Linked DNA regions of Mus musculus: region 1 is linked to region 2. A link is a contact called in public promoter capture Hi-C data. All regions are on one chromosome and are shown on one strand. The core of a region is the stretch at or near the end of the contact, and the rest is flanking DNA. Distances in the headings are between cores, read along the strand shown. Region 1 overlaps Focad (focadhesin). Region 2 has its middle 58 kb from the start of Acer2.

Region 1 (5,080 bases), core at 1,450-3,949, 1.4 Mb before region 2:
CATAGGCTGTGTAGCTAATAAGTCAAAGTAATGAAATTTAAATATAGGACTCTGTTATTCAGAAGCCTATGTTTTGTTATGTTTCTTTAACTACTCGGGCCACATCATATCTGGCTAATGACAGCTAACAGACAAAAGAACTTAAATCAAGAACAAATCCACATCTTTTTATTTTGACAGCTATGAGTTATCTAAAAAACTACATTGGAAATGAATATTGGCCAGCCTGTAAGATGTTTAATTAAGAAATAAATGCCTTGCAAAAATGAATAGGCACTTTATCATTGACATCTACAATTAAAATGCAAAGTGTGAGTGTTTCAGTGTGTAAACACAGCTTATTTATCATTGTTTGACAGTATTGTTCACTTTCAGTGAGCCTGGTTAACCTTCTAAGACTGTTTACTAGAGATGTAATCACAGAAAGAAAGCCTTCCTTTCATAAAACTGTCACTTTCAAAGGGAAATGGCCACTTAACTACAGTGAGGAAAACATAGCATCAAGTCAGGAAGAGAGGAGAAGACAGTAAGGGCTCACCACGGAGCAGAGTCTGATGATGCAGTCACAGAATTTAACCTTGCAAACCTAGGTACAGGCCACCTAAATAACGACTAAAGGGATGTAACCAAAGCCCACATGCACTAAGTCCTCCCAACTCACCTCTAGGACGCCATCGGAGTCTGAGCAAAGGCTGGCTTCATGCTTGGACACCACAACGGCCAGGCTGCTTAAGGCTAACAGGGCATTGGCTTTCACCACCGGACTCTCTCTATGTTAAAAGATTCCAAAAGAGGACTTAGAAGACCAAGAGAGAGGCGTGATCATGGGAGAGCAGACAAGGTAGAAAAGCACCTTTGCTCCAGCACAAAGCTAGATCAAACAAGAAGGAAGATGTGGGGATGGAGGGCTAGAAATATGGCTCAGTGGTTAGAGCACTCGCTCTTTCACAGGTCCTGGGTTTAGTTCCAGCCACATGGTGGCTGTGGTGTTCTGAATGGAAATGGCCCCCGCAGATTCATAGAGACTGGTATCAAATTTTGGCATTTTTCAAATTTGGGACTACTGGTATGACCTTAATCTAAAAACTCAGAATGCTAGAAAACCTGCAAAGTTTTGAACAATGTTACTCAGCCTGTATTACAAGCAAACTATTTAGTTTTGCTTTTGTTAAATGATTTTTATGGCCCAAGTCCTAGCTTGCTTCATGGTAGTTTATTATTAGTTAAAAAGTGCTTTGTAATCTGTAACCTCAGGGGGAGCCATTTCTTCAGACCTCAAGGAGTAAAATCCCCAAATGATTGGGTCACTTTGCTCCAAATCATTTTCTTTCACCCATCTTGACACTCCTGAATATGTACTCTGGGGGAAATGAAGAAAAATGTATTTAAGGCCACTGGCAATTAGATCTTTGGATGTAGGTTAAATTTTATCTGGACACTAATCTCCAGATAAAACACAATTGCTCCATTCTACACAAAGCATCCATGGCTCAGGTTCCACATTTGGCAAAGGCACCAGTTCCAGCTTGCTCGTCTCAAACCTGCTCCACGCCTGGAGCAGCAGCGTATGGTTGACAGGGCACACTGCATACTTAGCAAGACGTATTCGAGGAGGAGCTGGCTGGTGAAGCATCTACAACTGAGCAGCACAAACTCAAATAACTATCCCCTACCAGTCAAACAGCTGGGACTAATTTGCATAATAACATGTCAGCATCAGAGCAGTCTTTATCTAAGCAACACCACTGACATTTTAATTAAATTGTCCTTTGGAACAAACTGATGTCATTAACCTAATTAAAAAGCCCAAGGAAGGATGAGCTTCAGGGATGCTGTCTGAGGGACAAAGTATCACATTACATATCAGCAAAGTGACCCAATCATTTGGGGATTTTTGTCTTCGGGTTCAAATCCATTTAATTAATAACAATGAAAACAAATTGCCATCAGTCACCCGGGCTTATCCGTGTTCTGCTTCTTCCTTAGTTATAACCCTGACTCTCAGTAGCTCTGTGACTGCAGTGTAACTTCCTGCATTTAACTTGTGAGTGGACAAAACAGGCCCTGGCCTCAGGCAGCCATGGCAGCCAAACTCCAAGTACAAAAAGGTAAGCTGTCAAAAATGCAGGAGTAAGAGCTCTGGCTCAGTGAGGGAAGCCACTGGAAAGAAGCAAACAGAAAGTGGTCGCCATTTCCCCTGCTCTACCAAGGTCAATCAGCCTCTGGAGCCTACATAGATCCTGTTTATTTCCTGCCACAGTTTACACTTCTTAGGTTTTGATTTAAAAAAAAAAAGTAGTAATCCCATAAGAACTTGAATCGTTTTACTGCACACCCCTGAGAATGTAAACACATTGACCTTGGGTACTAGTCGAAACATGATGCCTTGCCAATCTATAGAGAAAAGGCATGTTGCAATAAGCTTTAAGAACAGGAAGTATAAAGGTGACTTCAGAAGCAAAATTACACTTTGCCTGCACATAAGCTTGCTGGTTTCTTAATCATCCAAGCTTTTTTGCTCCAGATGTCCTATTTTTACTGGACATAAGAACATCTCACAAGAACAAACTATGAAATAAAAATTTCCAAGCCAGCCCACCTTCCCCTGTGAAGTAGAACACATGCGTTCCTATGGTATACTTTCTGCACTGCAGTCTCTGTTTTGTCAAACTATATTTCCCCATGTCCATCCCAGCAGTGGAGACAGGAAGACCACCAGTTTTTACCAGTGGGAGAGGGGGGTAATAATAAACATGGGCTCAGATCAACAATTATGTGGCTGTTTGTTTCCACTGTCCCTAATGCCAAATCTTTTTAGCTACACAATGTCCCAGGATATGACCAGGATACATTATATTGCACTTAAATACTTCTGTAGGATATGGGCTTTAGTACTTATAAAATCCCAGGGCAAGGATGTGCCTGTGCCACTTGGAGACTAAGAGAGTGAGTCTTGCAACACAGCAGCAGAAGGTGATGGTGGAAAGGAGATATGAAAGCAACGGACTGCATCTCTGCTGCCAGGAACAATTAGTCAGCTCGTTAGCAGAAGAGCCTGAAGAGGTTGCTCCAGCAAGTAAGTTCATTAGGGTGTAATTTCTTTAGTGAGCTTTGGCTTAAGGTAAATAAAAAGCCTGGAGGAAGGAACACTCAAGTAATTTTTGTTAAAACCACCACAGGGCCATGACTGGCATTGCTGTTCACTGAATCTGCGTATTAGTGTTGTATATATAGATTTCATTTTTTGAAAGTTTGTCATAGAGCTGAGGAGGTTTATCCAAGGTCAGAGTAATTGCTAATTAGAGACCAATTTTTAGATCCACTGGAGCCCATGGCAACCAGGAAATGTAAAAAGAGGCCCCACTTTGCCTGCTGCATTGCAACTGAGATTTAATAATCTATTTGTAGAGCCATTGTAACTCACATTCTCAAGAATTCATTTTTCCTCCTCAAACTAAATTATAATCCTTTAAGTTTAAGCCAAAACACATGTCATTTTATTAAGGGTTCAGGTTGAGCATTTCGATAAAAAGCTAAGTATTTGTACCAGTCTCTCTGTGTTTGCATAAAAAGGCATGTGGCAAGAATTAATATAGTTAACAGGGGTAACAATGGTTTTCTATAAAAATAACCAAGAAAACATATTATAGTTCTTAACATTATGAAATGCTGCAGAAGGAGAAAGTGTGTGTACCTGTCAGGAAGTTTATTGCTAGACTGGGTAGGAGACTAAACGACTTACTTTGCAGCTGTCTTGGTGATCTCATCTGTCAGCATGTCTCTGACCCTGCAATAAAGATGGAAAATAGATATGAGCTTATGTGATACAATGGAGTACACCTACAGTCTTATTCATCAGTTTATAAGAACTTCCAGAAGGCCAGTCATATGGCTCAGCAGATGAAGGCACCTGATGACCTATGTTTGATCCCCGGGAACCACGTGGTGCAAGGAAGACAATCACGTTCCTACAAGCTTCCCCCTTACTTCCACTTGCACACCATGCCACATGCACGCTCATAAGCCCTGACACACAAATAAAGAATCAATGCAAGAAAGTTAATTTTAAAACTTCCAGCAATGCCTCTGGATCTTAAAAGTACATGTGCAAAGGTGGGTTGGGGAAAGGGCATTGGTAATAGCTTTGTCAGAGTCAGCTTGGCCTTCCATTTTGTAGGCTCTCTTAGCGGAGACAGGTAAGGAGGAAATGTAACCCAGAAGGATAGACAGGTGGTGCCGTGTCAATGCCATCCCAGTGGAGTGGTGAATGCATAGGCATCCTTTGTTTGACATCCTTGAAGGATGTTACCTTCCTCTGAGCCTATGTTGAATATACCCAACATGACACTAATTGGAGGTAGAGCCTTCACAGATAGGCTTAGTGCCCACATAGGAGCAGGCATGAGGAAGTTTCCCCATGCCTTCCCCAACGTGAGGATACACAGGATATGAGGACTTGCCAGACATGCTGGTTCCCAAACTGTAGAGCTGTGAGAAGTTGTTGAGGCCACCCAGCCCATGGCATCTCTGTTATGCCAGCCCTAAGAGACACTGCTCTCCCCTCTTTGCAGGAGAGTTCACCAAAATACCAATTTATAGTATACAAATTTTATATACAGAAATCATTGTGCGTATATATAAAATACAACTTCAAATTTTGGTTGTACAATTATACCAAAGCCAAAAGAAGATAATTATACCTATGGGTAGGAAGGCAGGTATGCTTAGACTATAACATCTTTTCCAACAAAGAAATTCTGAGGTACAGTAGACAGCGCTGTGTCAGATTTACATTTTTAAAATTCTTTAAATAATCATTTTTATTATGTATGAGTGCATGTGTGTGTGTGCATGTGTGTGTGTGCGTGTGTGTGTGTGTGTGTGTGTGTGTGTGTGTGTGACAGAGAGAGGGAGGGGGAAAGAAAGGGGAAGATGTATGTGTATGAATGTTTAAGTGTGTATATGTGTGCCACATGTGTGCAGGTGACCACAGAGGCCAGAATAGGGCACTGGATCCCATCAAAGTAGAAGTTTAAGTGTCTATAAGCTGGGAAGCAAACTTGGGTCCTCTGTAAGAGCA
Region 2 (5,351 bases), core at 2,278-4,777:
GGGGTGGGGCATGGGGTGAAAAAGTGGAAAACTAACTTGGGCTTGCTCTTGGTCAAACTTCTCCAGGAGGGTTCTTTTCCTAATGTGATACTATCAGATTTTGGTGCCTCGGAGGTGATCTCTAAGGTATTTAATCTACGGATGTAGGCATCTTTTTAATGCTTGAGTGAGAGAGCTGACAAGTTGGATACAAAAATCAAACAGAAAACACCTTTCAGTGCTTTCGTTTAATATTTTACTTCCAGTTAATACTCCTGGATAGCAAGGGGTCTCCAGAGAAACAGAACCCACATGATGTTTTATGAGGTGGAAAGAGATTTGTTATAGAAGACATTTCACATAATTATGTAAACTGGTAAGTCTAGAATCTGCAGGAGTAGGATACGCCAGAGACACAAGAGTCAAGGCTATGTGGTTCCACTTACAGCTAAGGGCTGGAATCCTGGACAACTGATATTCTTCAGTGAGGAAGAGAAGCCTCAGTGTAGCTGATGTCTGCCAGCCGTGTAAGAGAGAGGAAGTTTCTCTTGCTCTGATGAAGACAGGCTTTTTTCTATTTGAGCCTTGGTTGATGGGTGAAGTCACTTCCACAATAACCCAAGGACGAGCTCTTTTCAAAGTCTGCCAGCCAAACATATCCTCCCCTCTCAAAAATACCTTCAATCATGTCTGTCCATTGACATGCTTGGTCCAGCCAAGCAGATGTAAAATTAATGATCATGTATTAATGAAAGCTGCCCTAATTTTACATGTGAGGAGACCCAACCTAAGAAGGGCTGACTGCAATTCACCCTTGTCTCTCTTGGCTCCAGAAAACTGAGGATGTGGTAAAAATGGCTGACTGTCCCCTTGAGAAGGCCCAGATCTCCATCCGTACATCTATAGGTCTCAAACGTGTATCCAAACTAGTGGCTCTGTGAGACCCTACTGTTCGTTCAGGGATTAGGAAATTAAAATATCATTTTGGAAGCAAGAATCAAAAGTTGTAAAATGTGTGGCCAGGTTTTTCTGTAGTACAGACCCTGGGGCCAGGCTCAGACAACCCACCTGGGCCACACTCGAAGCAGGACCAAGAAGGGGCTTTCTCTCACCTCTCCTTTGAGATTTTCACTCACAGGTGACCATGAGTGACTCAGAGAAAAATAAGCATTCAGATTTTGGACTAGGCACTGAAACCAATTTCCTTACCCCGGGGGATCACTCTGGAGGCCCACTGGGGCAGGAGTTCCAAAGTCCCTTCTTGAGCAAGCAGGAGGGAGGTGAAGCTCTTAGGATAACCCAAGGCAGAAAGCCATGGGGCAGATGGCTCAGAGCCACATCATGCTTTCCTCACACACTCCGTACAGAACACTTGCTGGGTGTCCCTAACATTGTCCTAGTCCACATCCCACCCGGCAGGAGTGACTCCCTCCAGGGGTTCCCAGCTCCCACAGGGTACCTGCCATCTCCATCCCTGGACTGCAGAGCCACTAGTGACACCTGGTGGCCAACGGCCGCAGTATACAGTCAGACCTCTCTGACTTAGTCCAAGGAGTCTTTGGGGTCCCCCTGGAAAGAGATCCCAAGGCAAGAGGAAAGGGGTTAGGGTTCCTGATGCCCTTAGCCTAAGCCTCGGCTATGAAAGGAACCAGGCCTCACGAATTGCTCTAAACCAGGGCACCCTGGTTTTCCATCTTCACTTGACCCAGCCCCCTGCGAAAGGACCAAGTGAATCGCTCCAGGGTGGGATCTAATCTAAGTAAGGCTCCTTGGAGTCTTCCTACTTCGAACCTCACAGTAGGCTTCTCTGCCCACTGGTCAGTGCCCTCCAACGTCAGATATAATTAGCTTCTAGCTGGGAATGGAGGCCTATAATCTGAAGACTGGGGAGCCAAAGCAGAGAGACCAGGAATCTGAGGCCAGGGCTGGAGAGATGGCTCAGCGGTTAAGAGCACTGACTGCTCTTCCAGAGATCCTGAGTTCAATTCCCAGCAACCATGTGGTGGCTCACAACCATCTGTAATGGGGTCTGATACCCTCTTCGGGTGTGTCTGAGAGAGCAGTGGTGTACTCTCTGTTATGATCTTGAACCACACCAAGCCAAACAGTTCCATGTGAGGTTTATTGGGAGAGAGTGGGGCAAGGTGACTGTGGAAAGAGAAGTAGGGGGGAGGGGAAGAGGAGAGAGGGAGGGGAAGATGAGGGAGACCAGGGGAGCCTTTATTTTCTTTGATTGTTGTGTCCATGTTTTTTATGGAATCTTCTGCACCTGAGATTCTCTACTTCCCTTTTTAGGTCTTGGATAGTTTTGTTCAATTCCATCACCTGTTTGGTTGGGTTTTCCTGCAATTCTTTAAGGGATTTTTGTGCTTCCTTTTTAAGTTCTTCTACCTGTTTAGCAGTGTTCTCCTGTATTTCTTGAAGTGAGTTATTAAAGTCCTTCTTGATATCCTCTAACATCATCATGAAATATGCTTTTAAATCCGAGTCTAGCTTTTCGGGTGTGTTGGGGTATCCAGGACTCGCTGTGGTGGGCATACTGGGTTCTGATGATGCCGAGTGGTCTTGATTTCTGTTAGTAAGATTCTTACGTTTGCCTTTCGCCATCTGGTAGTCTCTGGTGTTAGATGTTCGAGCTGTCTCTGGCTGGAGTTTGTTCCTCCTGTGATTCTGTTAGCCTCTGTCAGCACTCCTGGTGAAAGAAAATGAGATTTTGTATCTTGTGATTCATGTAAAAAAAGTTGTCCTTGAACCCCCGGCAGCCGGGGGCCGAGAACAAAGCAGAACAGACAGGGCTGTTGTTAAGACAGTCCTAAGAACAGCTTAATTGTACAAGCAGGGCTATCTTGTCTGGGTCGGCACCACCTGGCGGGAACCTCCCCTCTGTCTATTGCCCCTTGACGCCAGGTAAAGTCATACATCAACTGGTTGCTATGTGAACAAAGATAAGCCCCCAGCCCACAGAAACAAAGCCCTGATGCTCTGTAATCTTTCTGTTAATGTTTGAATAAGCCAATAGTGTGTCGTTATGCTGAATTCCACACCCCTAAGCCCCTTACCCCATAAAACCCCCTAGCTTTCGAGCCTCGTGGCCGACATCCATTATCTCCTGTGTGGAATGCATGTCGGTCAAGAGCTCTGTAATTAAACGTCCTCATGTATTTACATCAAGATGATGGTCCTTCGTGATTTTTTTGTGTGCACACCGAATCGGGAGTTGAGTGGAGGTTTCCCCACTAAGTTCTATCACTGGGAGTCCAACTCTCACCGGAGTCCCAGTGGTCAGAGCACTCTCTGCAAGCAAGCCCTCCCCCTGCAGGGAAGGTGCACAGATCTGGAGCTCAGATCCACGTCCTGAGTCCCAGGGTTAGAGCCCTCCCTGGAGGCCAACTCTCCTCTGGCAGGGAAGGTGCCAAGGGGTTGAGTCTCAGCTCTGCCTCCTGGCTGAGGATGAAGGCCCGAAGGGACCCTGTCCAAGAAGCTCTGTTACTTCTGCCGCCCACGTGCTTTCCTGCATAGACTGGTCTCAGTGATCCCAAGATACTGGGTGTGCTAGGGCCCGCCGAGTTTGCGCCCGAGATGGCTTAGGGCTGGCGCCGATGGGAACGAACCCCAGCCGCTGGTCAGGCGGGTTTCCTTTGTGCCTGTTCCTGCTGGCACAAGACCCTCCGGGGTTTTTGGAACAGATGTTGTGCTCCACTTCACCAGTGATCCCAAGATCCTTGGTGTGCTAGGGCCCGCCGAGTTCGCGCCCAAGATGGCGCAGGACTGGCGCCGAATGAACGAACCCCAGCCGCTGGTCGGGCGGGTTTCCTTTGTCCCTGTTCCTGCTGGCACAAGACCCTCCGGGGTTTTTGGAACAGATGTTGTGTTTCACTCACCAGTAATCTCAAGATCCTGGGTGTACTAGGGCACCTGAGGCGGGCGTGGAGAGTCCTCCGGGGACCGGGGCTGGCGCCTACCAGAACTGAGCCTTTCTTTATATATGTTTACCTAACACAGGTAAAGGTGGGAGGTGAGCCAAGTGGATTCTGGGAATATGGTGGCTGTTGTCTTGGCAACAAGTCTACAGGTCCCGCCTATGTGACGTCACAGGTTTCAAAGGTCCTGATACCAACAATCACATACATTAAATAAATAAATAAGTAAATAAATAAATAAATCTTTAAAAAAAAAAAAAAAAAAAAGAATCTGAGGCCAGTCAGGAACACAGTGAATTCCAGACCAGCCTGGGACATGCAGTGAAGCCAGTGACACAAAGGAACAGTCCCCTCTTCAGAGACACCAGCCCCATTTCAGGGGCTCAAACAGATGACAGAACCTGCCAAAGTCACAGAGAGAGGATCTTGCAAGCCTAGAGCCCGGGCAATGGTTGTCTGGGCATCATAAGTGCTTTTATTCCATCGGCTTTCTTTCGCTTGAAGAGAAAGTAGGAACTTTCGTGGCCCTGTCACCTTGTCACACTTCAGCAGCAGAGGTGCTGCACAGAGGGACAAAGGGCCAGGTTGACACAAGTTTGGCTAGAACTTCTCCAGATGATGCTCTGTGTTTGAGATCTATCTCCCCAAACACGCCATGTGGACGCATGCCAAGCTGTGCCGGGCCCTGGAGGTAAGACAAGGCACCCCTCCCTTCTCCCTTTCCCTTCAAACTTCAGACAAAGAAGAAATGCTTGGTGGGAATGAGGAACCTGATTTGGGCTGAGGGGAGGCAACTTTGGGAGACAGGATTAGGATGGTTTTAAGGCCACTGGATTGGCCACCAAATCTAATTATCCCATGGGACTGTCACATGCTTGTTCGGTTCTCCATACCATTCCCAGTACCGAGGACACAGCTTGGCAAGCAGAGCAGAACTCTCCCCTCTTCCCACTGCTTTCATGGGTGATCTTGACCCTCAGAGGCCATTACAGTGGCTGGCGGCCAGCCCTGCCTGGCCCATCCTGTTCTACCTTGATGGGCACAGTTAACAGGTTTCCCATCTCTAGAACAGAAACTGACCAGGCTGTTGGTGTTGTGTATGGACTCAGGGAAGTAGAACAGGTGCCCCACATTCAGAGTCCTTTTGTGAGGTGAGCCAGCACCTGGAACCTCTCACTCCCAAATTCAGGAGGCAGGCAAGTGTCACTCTGTGTCGCTAGATTGTAGAAACTTAAGGACCCACAGTCTCCTCCTCTCCAGTTACAAAGACAAACAGAAGGACACGTCCATGGTAGGAAGAGAAACTTCTATGAAAGTACAGGAAGGTCACAGACACCATTCTAGAGAGTCAGGCTGATACTGGGGAAACTCACAGTGAGAGTTTCTGGGGAATGACCTTGGAGCAGTAGGGATGTTATCCTGACTGAGCCTGGGTTGTCTGGAGGTGCCAGA

The links. Promoter capture Hi-C pulls out the DNA fragments that hold promoters and counts their contacts.
Region 1: a promoter capture Hi-C map of cranial neural crest shows a contact between it and region 2. The contact joins two enhancer-like sites. A contact is called at or near these places in 4 of 39 promoter capture datasets (cranial neural crest, hippocampal neurons, pre-B cells and 1 more), 1 of 15 datasets of contacts at CTCF or cohesin (large pre-B cells) and 2 of 484 Hi-C or Micro-C datasets (the Ba/F3 cell line and myocytes).

What each region holds. Positions count from the first base shown.
Region 1 is chr4:88,334,875-88,339,954 of GRCm38.p6, reverse strand. It overlaps Focad (focadhesin), which reads right to left. Exons shown (of 44, transcript NM_001081184.1): 24 at 3,743-3,787; 25 at 662-770. Among named protein-coding and RNA genes, the nearest start is that of Hacd4, 100 kb to the left of the region's middle. Within about 2 kb of position 2,699, at least 24 of the 459 cell types and tissues checked have an H3K27ac peak or open chromatin away from gene starts, as enhancers often do.
Region 2 is chr4:86,929,352-86,934,702 of GRCm38.p6, reverse strand. It overlaps a transcript of Acer2 not described here. Among named protein-coding and RNA genes, the nearest start is that of Acer2, 58 kb to the right of the region's middle. Within about 2 kb of position 3,527, at least 115 of the 459 cell types and tissues checked have an H3K27ac peak or open chromatin away from gene starts, as enhancers often do.